3 separate regions of the Zea mays genome follow, and regions 2 and 3 are each linked to region 1. A link is a contact called in public Hi-C data. All regions are on one chromosome and are shown on one strand. Each heading gives the region's core, a stretch centred on a gene start, on an enhancer-like site or on the middle of the called end of the contact. The rest is flanking DNA. Distances are from core to core; before and after follow the strand shown. Region 1 has its middle 27 kb from the start of LOC732827. Region 2 holds the start of LOC118476908. Region 3 has its middle 51 kb from the start of LOC118476908.

What was found. Hi-C and Micro-C count contacts between places; a contact is called where the count stands out from the background.
Region 2: a Hi-C map of bundle sheath shows a contact between it and region 1, with 3 times the contacts expected there. The contact joins the promoter of LOC118476908 here to the enhancer-like site in region 1. A contact is called at or near these places in 2 of 25 Hi-C or Micro-C datasets (bundle sheath and leaf).
Region 3: a Hi-C map of leaf shows a contact between it and region 1, with 5 times the contacts expected there. The contact joins two enhancer-like sites. A contact is called at or near these places in 3 of 25 Hi-C or Micro-C datasets (bundle sheath, leaf and leaf mesophyll).

The regions. Positions count from the first base shown.
Region 1 is chr4:62,301,850-62,305,759 of Zm-B73-REFERENCE-NAM-5.0, reverse strand. No RefSeq gene overlaps it. Among protein-coding and RNA genes, the nearest start is that of LOC732827, 27 kb to the right of the region's middle. Within about 2 kb of position 1,884, at least 16 of the 20 cell types and tissues checked have an H3K27ac peak or open chromatin away from gene starts, as enhancers often do. A contact at or near this core is called in bundle sheath, leaf and leaf mesophyll, where this site is marked.
Region 2 is chr4:62,632,014-62,635,923 of Zm-B73-REFERENCE-NAM-5.0, reverse strand. It overlaps LOC118476908, which reads left to right and starts at 1,648. Exons shown (of 1, transcript XM_035967279.1): 1 at 1,648-1,944. The coding sequence starts at 1,735. The coding sequence ends at 1,845.
Region 3 is chr4:62,581,277-62,585,186 of Zm-B73-REFERENCE-NAM-5.0, reverse strand. No RefSeq gene overlaps it. Among protein-coding and RNA genes, the nearest start is that of LOC118476908, 51 kb to the left of the region's middle. Within about 2 kb of position 2,001, at least 12 of the 20 cell types and tissues checked have an H3K27ac peak or open chromatin away from gene starts, as enhancers often do. A contact at or near this core is called in bundle sheath, leaf and leaf mesophyll, where this site is marked.

The sequences.
Region 1 (3,910 bases), core at 635-3,134:
GAAAAGTGGGAATCGGCCTAGACACAAGTTTGTTCTTTTTTCTATTTTAATTTCTTTCAACTTTTCCAATTCCTATTTCAATTTCAAACTTATTTCAACTTTCTATTTTAGATTTCATATTCCATTCTCAAACAAAATTCTAATGTGGATATAGATTCTACTATTTTTAATATTATCATTTATTTTCCTCCATTTTCCAACTTTTTTTAGAAGTAACAAAATACTATTACACTTTCTTTTCTCATTTTCTCTTTTATATTTTCATTTATAAATTGAGATCAAATTCATGTTTTCAATAAAATGCATGATACCACATCATCAACAAGAGATGAACCCTTCTTTATTTATTTATTGGTTACTTAATTAATTTAATAACAATGATTGATTATATATAAAAGGGTCCCAATAAATTCTCAAAGGTTTTAAAAATTCTAGAAACACTATCATAAAAATATTTATTTCTTTATTTTATTTTTTTATCAATTTTGGGCTTTACAGCTTCCTTCTTCTACTTCTTATTGGCTGGTTCAAAACATGAGTCGGCTGTAATTGGGAGCACCAGCTTCGTAGCCCATGGTGCCACAACTTAGTCACCTTGCGAAGCCATTGTTGTGATCGTGGAAGTGAGTTCACTGGAGGTGCGCGCCAATATTGTTCTCTTGTTCTCAAATACTGTGAATCAAGAACAAGACAACATAATTGTTAAAGATTAGGGACCTTCTTCCTTCGAGGCATCATCTCCTTTTGAATATAATGATCTTCAAATGAAGGTCATAAAGGATGCACCTTCATCATTCGCAAGAATAACAATTCATAGGGATGGAAAATATTATCCATTCATATGTCAATTCATATATTTATTTCATGATAAACATATGGATATTAATAAGATTTATGTTACATTGATACCTTCGGCTTGTTCGAAGGTGTTGACGCAAGAGCGATTACAATCCAGCGTGGATAGTACGTGGGTACTGTTCACCTATTTATAGACACAGGACGTAGCCCAGGTAAAATACATTTATGACCTTAATATGTACACATAATCGTAACATAAATTATTAGGGATTAACTAGTATTTTCCTCTTTGGCTCGGTATTATACTTGACCTTCGTTGCCATTCTAAGCCGAAGCTGTCATCCTTCGGTTGTAGCTTCGGCATTCGTTGTTATTATTTTCAGATAATGTCTTTGTTTCCGGGATCTTCGGCAGGAAAAAAGATACTTATCATCTCTAATAGTATTATACACATACATATATATTTATCGTAGTTTTACTATATTATTTTTAGATTAAATTAAATATAAAAAGCCTAAATTACTAACACGTAAGTCTGTAAAAAAATCAAATACAAACAGTCATCTATCTATATGTATTAATTCATGTCTGCATCTGGCCACACAAGCGTAATGTACACGTCTTCCTGCCTTTTATGTCGCTAGCTTCGACAGACGCTGGACTTCTTTTTTGATGACTACGAACCCTGGACTTGATCAGTCTGCCATTTGACACTACAAATTGGCTTCAAAGGAAAAAGACAGGTATGGAAGAGAAGAAAAAAAATATCAAAACAGCAGCAAGTGGGAAAAAAGAAAGAAAGAGACAAAACGAGCAAACGGCAGGATGAAAGCTAACACGTCTCAGCCTTATCCAATCCACATCCACTGCAGGCCAGCAGGCGCGGACGCGGCCCAATCGATCACACGCGTCCTTCTGTCGGACGGTCGGCGCGTGCTCTTGCCCTGCTGCGCCTGCGCGTGTCGCGGTTTCCAGTTCCACAATTTTCACGGCACCTCCTCGAAGCTCGCCGTCAGCACGGATAGACCTTTTCTATTCGATTCCTATACTAATCCACTTGCCACAGAGGATGCGGTTATGCGGAGCCAGTTTCTTCGTCTCTATGGTAGTGTGTGACGCTTGTCCCGTGTGCGTGCGTGAGCACTGAGCTAGCAACGGCTTTTGAGGGCTTCTAGAAGCTGGATGGCTCATGCATCAACACCTCGAGAGGCTCATTAGAAAAACCAATTTATTCTTATTTTCAGAAATAGCTTTTTAAAGAAGCATCCTATTTATAGTTAGAAGGTTCCCTTTAAAATCTCATGCAAACATTCTACCAAACCGACAAGCTTATTTGTTGGCTTCTCTATAACTAGTTGTGTGCCCACGCGTTGCAACAGGAGTACTTTGGGATGAGCATCGACACATATCTGATCGGATCTTATATTTTCTTGGGGCCCAAAGAAAGTTTGCTCGGAAGCCAAGCATGCAAGCTGGCAGTCTGTCATGATATAATCCTTAATTCCTTATCAAAACAAAATAGTAAGACATTTGATTGCATCATACTCGACAAAATTAGTTTTTATTAGTTGCGACATCACCCAACAGAACGTACATGTATACAATACAGCTACGAGCGCGTGAAAGAAAGCTTACTTCCTGTAGGAGATTGCCTTCAGCTGCATTGTAGATTCTAACAAGAGTCCCCTTGGTGCTAGCAGTCGCAATGAGCCTCCCATCCTACGACAATGCAAAGCACGCGACACGGGAAGTGTGTGCATTGATAAACTTGGTCTTCCTTGCCTTATAGTGTTCCACCCTAACCTGCCCCTTCTGGGCACCAGGGCAAACAAGAACAATGGACCCAGGCTACTGTGACACGGCGCATAGGCCCTTGGGGTTGCTCAAAGTGTGCGGTGTGCTAGCGGGAGAGCAGGTGGGCACGAGCATCGCGAAAGACGTTGCGCGCATGGAGCTTCCGCAGAGGTAGGCCGGCTTGGTCGGGGTTTGCGGGTGGGTGGGGGTGGGGGTTGCCACGCGCAGAGGGGAGGCAGGGGCAGTCTACACTAATACCTTAATAGTTAGTAGAGATAGAGAAGATATAGAGATAGAGATTAGTAGAGATTATTTATTTCCTAATAACATAAAGTTTATTATTGAAGTCTTAAATATTTTAAATATAGTTTATTTTAATGTTTAAGGCTCTATCTTATAGTCCTTGTTAGAGATGCTCTAATAAGCTCTAATAGATAAATTTGTGTTGAATAATCGATGAACGAGTCTCCATCTCTAAGAGTATGTTTGAATTGGATCCTCTTAGCCTCTTAGGCAGATAGCTGCCTATCGTACAAAATCATTGGCTTGGGACGCTGCCTAGATGCTCCGTTGAGGAGAAAGGAAGGATTCCACCAAGAACTGCAGAGGCAGAACCTCTACTCCTCGCACCTCTCACGCTCCAAGGTGGCGGCGCGATGGACGGCGGAGGCGCTGCCTCCGTCTGCGAGGAGAAAGAAAGGATTCCCCTAAGAAGCACCGCACGGATACAGACCCTCTGCTCCTCGCACCCCTCACGCTCCAAGGCAGTGGTGCTGCCTCGTCCGTTGCCTCCACCTTCATGCCCCACGCCAGGATCAGTAAGGCGAGATGTGGAGGCTATCCTTGGCCGCAGGGGAGGGCGCCGCGGGGGAGGGGGCAGGGGCGGGGATGGGTGTGGGCGTGGAGGAGGGCGTCGACCAGACGGACGAGGAGTCATCGCTCTCCTCGCCATCGGAGGGGGTGGGGCCGATCGAGGTGGTGAGGGGCGTCGGTGCCATCTCCAGGACCGGCTCTAGCACCTCTTCCTCCTGCTGCTGTTGTAGCAGCAGCGACGGCGGGACACCGGAGACGAGGTTAGGGTTTGGTGGGGCCAGCGCGGTGGCGGGTGTTGCCATGGGAAGGGCCAAGGTGGAGAACGCGCTCCTCCCTCCCCGACACCGACCGACCCCTCGTCCGCTCGCCTCCCTCCCTGATCCCCACCGCCACCGCCGCGTCCTCCTCTTCCTCCTCCGAGGTTCCGATCGCCGCCTGCACCTGCGTCTCCGTCGGCGAGGTGGGTTGCTCCTCCCCTGCCTGCCGGTCCTGGATCCGCCCGATC
Region 2 (3,910 bases), core at 399-2,898, 330 kb before region 1:
AATCCTCGTTGTTGCACTCTGTCATCATGTACATGCACTGAACTTGCTCCAGTTTTCAGTGTTCTTGCTGCTGCTTGCACTCTCCTAACCTTTTCAGACCACAGAAAACAAGAAATTAAAATAAAAACCTAATCATCACCCCTCGACGACTCCTCGAAATACTACCCAAAAAAAATGACACGTACGTATCGTTTGACCGGCTCTAAAAACACGGCTGGTTGCAAAAACGAATGTTCATTCGCTATATTTCGCATGCGTCAAGGGCCATCCATATTTTGTCTAGATGCAACGCCCCAAATGCAAGGAGATAGACGTTCTTATCATTACGTACCGATCGAGTAAGCGTTCGTGTTTGACCAGTCGATCTCTCCCGGCCTTGACAGTTCAGTTGCCCATGCATAGCAAGGGCCCCCACGGCGCCCTCCTTTGCTTATGAAGCTGGAGAATGATCTCGCTTGCTTTTCCACTCAACGTTTAATTCAGTGTTCAGTAGTAACTTTGAAGCTATAATATAATATAATGCTGGTGTTCTGTGGCGCTGATGGGTCCGTGTCAGAGCACTGTTACTTGAGCAGCACAACTGATGTTCATCTTGCAAGATCACGGTGACATGGTTAGTTGATGCTTAATTCCTAAGGTTGCCAGGTATCCAGTGCAGCGAGGAGGGCCGGGATACTGTCTGAAATTTCCTGCTGTCCATAGATCGATTGTTTATTACTTACTGGTCGAGTCATCAGTCGTAGGGGTATGAGTTGCAATTCAGCTGTCGGCTATAACGGCTGGCTACAGAGCAGCAGAGGTCGACGCAAGAGGTGCGCCTGAACGAAGCTTAGCTTTTCGCTCTCCGAGTTCTGGATGGTCCAAAGCAATCTGAAAAAACGGCACACGCTTCAGCTACTACGACCTTTTTCCCTAGCTAGTACTTTCACCGTACGTACGTAGCGATGAATGAACAAAGGCTCAGCGCCCCGTTGATGAGAAAGCCATCGAGATCGGAGCACTAGTTCTCGGATGAAGTAAACAATGGTCTACGTGTATATATATACGTGCAGTGCATCTCTTACGAGTTGATAGCTTTGTCCCACGCTTGGAGATGGCCAGCTGTCCGCTCTACTTTGTCGTCGTTCATGCATTTATTTACCACTCACAATAGGAAAATTAGAAATCTCCGACGGCTATTCCTTACGACCGTCGGACGTAAGTTATGTTCGTCATAGGATATAAGTCTTTGGCCGTCAAATATAAATTATGTCCAATAGTTTAGGATTTCCGACGGCTTTTGCCGTCGGAAATTTTATCTCTTAGGGTTAGTTTGGAAGCTAAAAAACAAGAGAGAATTAGAGGGGCTATCCTTTTCTTATTCAATTTTTAATAAGAAGGAGATTTTAGCCTCTCCAGTCCTCTCCGGTTTTATGACTCCCAAACTAATCCTTACTGTAGTGACTGTAATTCACTATTAAAGGTGGGTGATGGCCGCCCACGCACGGATTAATTACCATCTCCAAAGCAACTCCCGGGTAGAAGAATAGTAGGAGTTTGTCAAGGGGGGTTGTATTTCTCTCCAACTAATCGCGAGTCATCTCGTCCTCCTCTATATAGGGACTTCTCTACCTCTCTATTTTGCTCTGTCCACAACACTTAGCTATAGGGCCACCAACTCCTGCGCGCCTCCAACCTTTTTCCTGACAAAACCTGATCTGAAGGAACCTGCATTGTTACTCATATATTTCCACAATGAAGGTTGGAAGCCAGATGAAGCAGATGAACAAGTCTCTGAGGGAGAAGAGGGCCAAGCTCTACATCATCCGCCGCTGCGTGGTCATGCTTCTCCGCTGGAGTGATTGATCCGCCATGATCGATCGTCCCCCGCTTGTTCCAGTCGGCCGTCGTCGTCTCGTCACCCCCGGCCCCTCGCCGGTTTTTTGGATCTTTTTTTGGCCCCCGCCATTGCGGTTGCGGTAGGCCTTCAGATTCCAGCGTGCGTACGTGCGCCACACGGTGCTCTACTGCTCCATGCATGGTATAGCATTTTAGGACGGGACGACGACGACCGGCCGGCGCGCCGGTTGATTGATTGATCGATCTTAATTTTCCTTGGCATTTGTTTTGCCCCCTGCGCCCTGCATGCTGTCTCTCTTTCGTTAGAGGCTAATTAAAAAGGGCGTGAGGACGCATTCGACTACGTACGGCTACTACGTGCATGTGGTTGATATGCATTTCTTGCCAACTGATGATAGATGCTGAAGGCTGCTGCTGCCTGCTGTGCTATTAATTTGTATCGTTGCAAGAGAGTCGCATTGCCCCGGCCCCAAGGGTTACAGAACAACTCATCACCCTGGCCCCTGTAATTTGACGGTCGAGATAATAAGGCTGCAAGAATATATTTTTCTAGTCCTTTTTTATTATTATATTGTTGTTGTTGTTGCACCGAGAGTGCTCATTTTTTCTTGTTACACTGGGTTGTACTGAAAGTGATCAGCCAGAACTGTTCTGATACGTACGGCCGGGAGTTGTAGTGTCTAAATAAGGCTGCGCGAGATGGATTCGAAATGGAAAAAAAAGCAAAATATAGTTTCCTACACATGATCTGGATATATTAATTCTGGATTTCTAGCTTGACCTATATCTCGCTCCAACGTAATACGACCAGATGGCTTACAGATCGAGGAAATTAAGATGGGGGCATATCGTTCTTTTAGAATTTTAATTCTACCGTTGCTTTAGCCACCAAATTAAAAGATAAGATGATCACCGGACAAAGTCCATCGGTACAGGTTGGGAACCAACTATAATACCGGATATTCAATCGGTACTGGATAACCCGGACCAGAGCGTATCAAACTTTAGTCATCTTTACATTATCCGATACTAAAGAGAATGTATCCTACACACATGATCTATTTGTGAAGAGTACCGGAGACGCATTATTCTTTGTTCAGTGCTCGTAGGTTCACTGGTAGAAAAGAGCTCTAAACCTGCGGTGGTTTTATTTTTACAGGTGGTTTTGGTTATTAAGCGTCAGTGGTATTTTTGGTGGTGGTTTATTAAGAAAACCAGCACTAGAAATCATTGATTTCTACAGGCGGCCTCTAAAAACGATTTCTGTATGCGGTTTTTTTAAGAAACCGCCACTAAAAATCATTTTTATCTTGATTTTTTGGAGTTTTGTAGCACCTCATAATCCTATTTTGGGAATCTAATAAACTTTTCCAAAGGTTCAAAATTAGGGTATCTTTTAATAAGACCCTTATTACCTTTAAACTCACATCCCCTAAAATAAATATGATTTCTAATAAAAGACATATTTATCCTTATATGGATTTCATTATCCCTTGATGAATTATAAGTATTCCATAAGGATATATGTTAGAGCATTTTTTTGAGATAATACAATATAAACTATTTCCCTTATATTAGATGAGTGGGAGTTATACATTTAAAGGAAAATCCTTAAATCGAATAATAAATAAATAAAATAATATCAAAATTTTCATCTCATGATGGGATTTTTTTGTGCATTTAGAACTTGTTTGGATTTAAATCTGAATTAGAACCCTGAAAATACAACTAAAACCAGGAATTAAAATAAATAAATACTATATAGAAATTGTGCGTCATATTGGAGTTTTGCTTGTGCATCTAATAGAAGTTTGAAATTCATAACCGAATGCAAAAATTCAAACTTAGATGTGAAATTTAAATCAGAAAATGAAAAATAAAAATACTAAGTAAACCTATACTTGGGCCATTTTCCCCTGTTCCTTCGGCCCATTCCCTCGTCGCTCTGACCGCCCGAGCTCGCGGGGTGGCTCAGCTTGCTCTCCCGCGCCGACACGTGGGGCCGCCCGTCAGCCGAAAGTTGCGCACACTTCGTCGCTAGCTTGCGGGCCCGTGCACGCAGGGCTGTCTT
Region 3 (3,910 bases), core at 752-3,251, 280 kb before region 1:
TGAAATGGAGCGGCTTTATTCCAGTTTTTAAGAATTAAACTATTTCATTCTATGTTTGACAAGTAGCATTTTATGTTCGATTGAAAAGTAGAATAGAGCGGAGCCGCTCCGTTCATTGTTTAGTTGGAGAGCCATATGACTGTGGAGTGGAGGAAAGGGAGGAGAGCGCTCGCGTCCGCGAGAGCACTCGCATCTGGTCGTTTTGGTGGAGCGAGAGCATCCTAAATATTTGTCATATATAGACTCCAGGAGCCGCTCCACTCTCTATGTTGAAACCAAACATAAAAAAATAAGAGTGGAGTCGTTCCATTCGCCTCCGCTCCTCAACCAAACACACCATAATTAAGTATTGGATGATAAAAAAATTTAAACTAAAAATCTAAAAGTAATATACACAGGTTTAAATAACGACCAACAATGCAACAGTGACACTACAACATTCAAAGCAAATGATCTAACCACCCTTAGGATGTGGAGACCGCTTTGCCTAAGTGGTAAGAAAGACTATTGTGCCTGTTTGGTTCAGATTTTTCTGAACAGCTTTTCTGAGAATCTGGCTGTGGTAAGAATTTGGCTGTGTAGAGAATCTGAGTATCATTAAGATTACGTGCGGAGGAAGATAAAGATATCCATATGACTCAGGATCTAGAAAGTGACAGATTCTTACTATTGCAACGACTGAACCGATTATGTGTTTATGTTGATTTTGAATGGTTTGTACCCTAACGAATTTTATAGAAGCTGACTGAAAAGCTGAGCGTTTGGCAGTCCGTAGCAGCTTTTGGTGGCCAGAAGCTGCAAGAAGCTGAAACAAACAGGGGCATTGTAAGTTGCCTCAGGACGGGCATGCAGTCAGTCGCCCCACCACCGCGGAGCGGCATGGACTAATGTGAAAAAAAGTTACATACATGTCCCTGCAGTGCAGCCCCTGTTGGACGACCTGCTATTTTTTTTTGGCTGCGGGGCATGGTTTTAAGATTTCAGATATTTTTAAAATATATAAAAAAAGCTACCATGAGGATGGATCGAGGGAGTCGCTGTTGAACGTTCATGGTGGACCGAGGCAGGCCTTTGTTGTTGGGACTTAGGGCATGTTTGATTTACTGCCTAACTTACCACACTTTTTCTAATTTTTTTTTTGTTTAAAGTTAGTTTTTCAATTCGAACGATTAATTTTAGGCAAAGTATAGCACAGTTAATTCTTTCGTCAAGATTGAAAATGACAACGAACTGCTACTAGTTTTTTTGGGCCAATATTTCAGGACATTCCTGCGCTATCTTGCTTTGCTTTAATAAGTCGACCGATTTTGCGTCACAGCTGACGACTTCATCAACACGAAGGATTCGGTAGTGTCGACGGCCGCGTCATCCTTGTTTCGACCGTCTTGTACGAACGCACTAATGGACTGTTTAGTTCGCGACTAATTGTGCCACACTTTGCCTAAGTTTAGTCGTCCAAATTGAAGAACTAACCTTAGTCAAAAAAGTTAGGCAAAATATGTAAAGTTAGGTAGTAAACCAAACAAGCCTTTAAGTCTGGCAGTGTACCACAAATTTTCCAGCTGTCCACCTGGTTGAACTTTACAAATTAGATGATGGCTAAAGTGAGAGAGACAATATCCATGTGTTACTGATTAATACATCCCATTCATAAATATACGATACCGTTGATTTTTTCGAAAACATTGATCGGTTATCTTATTTAAAATATTTATTTAAAAATATAAAAATTTTAAGTCAAGTATAAACAAACTATCTTAAGTGATAAAACAAATAAAAATAATAATATATTATTTTTAATAAGAAGAGTGGTTAAAGGTTTTTAAAAAAATTTAATGGTATTATATATTCACGATCGCCAATATCAAATTTCAATCCGACGCAATATGCGGAGATACAAATTGCCACTCACATGATGACGGCCGCCACGTACGTACCGCAGGGGCACGTGTGGCGTGGCTAGGTGTGCGACTACGCGTACGCGCTCCCACGCGCGCGCGCGCCCTCAAGCCCAACAGGCGCGCGGGCATGGCGGCTCCTGATGTCCCTGCGGCTGTCTTGTAGTCGTAGTACTGCCACTGCAAGCTCGCAGTCAACGTCTCCGTACATCTCCGTGTGCGCCGCTAATCTCGCGCGCGGCCCCCCTGCTCTTATTCTGGGACCTGCTGTCGGCCGCGCCAGCCTCCACCGTGGGCACGCAGGCGCCAGGCAGAGGCAGGGACCTCGTCGACCGCTCAAGATGGCGCCGCTCCGGGAGACATGATGGTGCTCTCGCTTCGGGCGGCGGCCATGTCGGCAGGCGGCGTGGCTCGCATGCTGATTTGTCTGCGCGCAGCTGTGGCTGGTTGCTGATTGGTCAAAGCATCAAAGGGAACGGCCTGGCATGTTAGTAGATCTTGCTCGCATGATCGCATCAGGGAGATCAAGTGATGAACAAGCTCATGCTTAATTTAACTGATGAAGAGGCCTCAAGTGCGCTGGCGGCGGCTGATTGGTGTCCTTATCTATCATTGGTGTCCTTATCTATCATCGTTGAAGAAAAATGCTTAAACAACGTTTTTTTAAGAGGATTGCATTTTTTTACCCAGCATGTTGACAACTAAAAGTGATAAGGGCTTAAGAAAAACTCTGTGATAATCTTCCTAGCGTTGAAACAATGAAGAAAAGCATTTGGAACATTAGAGCATCTCCAAAAGGCGCCTTAAAATCTTTCTTACACTGAAATTTTATGGAAAAAAAAAAGAAAATTCAAGCCTCCAACGCGTCCCTTAAACCACTCCCATCTTGCTGAATGGGATTGATCACAGCATGTCTATGGGTTTGAGCAGTCCACTCGAGGAGCAGGAATCACTAAATGTGGGCACAGGTAGGAGCACAAAAGGAAACAAAGAAAAGGTTGAAGAATTTTAACGACAAGGAGGATTTGTTACTTGTGAGTGCTTGGTTGAACATCAGTACCGATCCGATTGAAGGCAGAAATCAAAAGCGTTCTGCTTATTGGGCTAGGATATATGATTTCTTCCATGTCGAGAACGAAGGAAATCATACTGGATCGAAGCCAAAATTCACTTATGCGTCGATGGTTCACTATCCAAGAGTCCGTGAATAAGTTCTGTGGTTGCGGATTGAGGGTAGAAATGAAAGTGGAAAGACATTTGAAAACAAGGTAATTCATTATGTACTAAATCTTGTTTTTAATATGCATGACAGGAACTAATACCTCAATATGTGCAGCTCGCTGATGCATGCACTTTGTACAAGGCAGATGGATAAAGATAACAGGTCATTTTAATTCATTCATTGCTGGAACATTTTACGAAATGAGCCGAAATGGAATGACAAGTTGAACCAACTAGCTGCAAATAAATCTTCTAACCACAAACAGAATGTTGATGGTCTAATAGATTTAACTAGGGCTGGAAACGAGCCGAGCTGAGCTCGGCTCGGCTCGGCTCGGTGCAGCTCGGTGGCTGACCGAGCTCGGCTCGGCTCGGCCATTCCACGAGCTAGGGAGGCAGGCTCGGCTCGTGAGCCACACCCTGATATATATAATTCCATTATATAGTAAATTATTAGTATGTAAATATGAAATATATAGATATCATTCATCATTATGAGTAATCTAAATTATTAATTGTCAAATATATATCATGAAATGCTAAGGAATAAATTGGATATCTATAAAATTAGATAATATTCATCATTATTCTACATATTAAATAATTTGGCACAGCTCGCGAGCCGGCTCAGCTCGGCTCGGCTCGCTCGAGACTCGCGAGCCTCGAACTTATTTTCTAGCTCTAGATTTAACAACCAACTTTAATGGTGAGAATGGTACCCTTGTCAACAATGAGAATGCATGTCCAGAGGGTGATGCAACTAAGAGGCCGAATGGGAGGAAGAAGGCTAA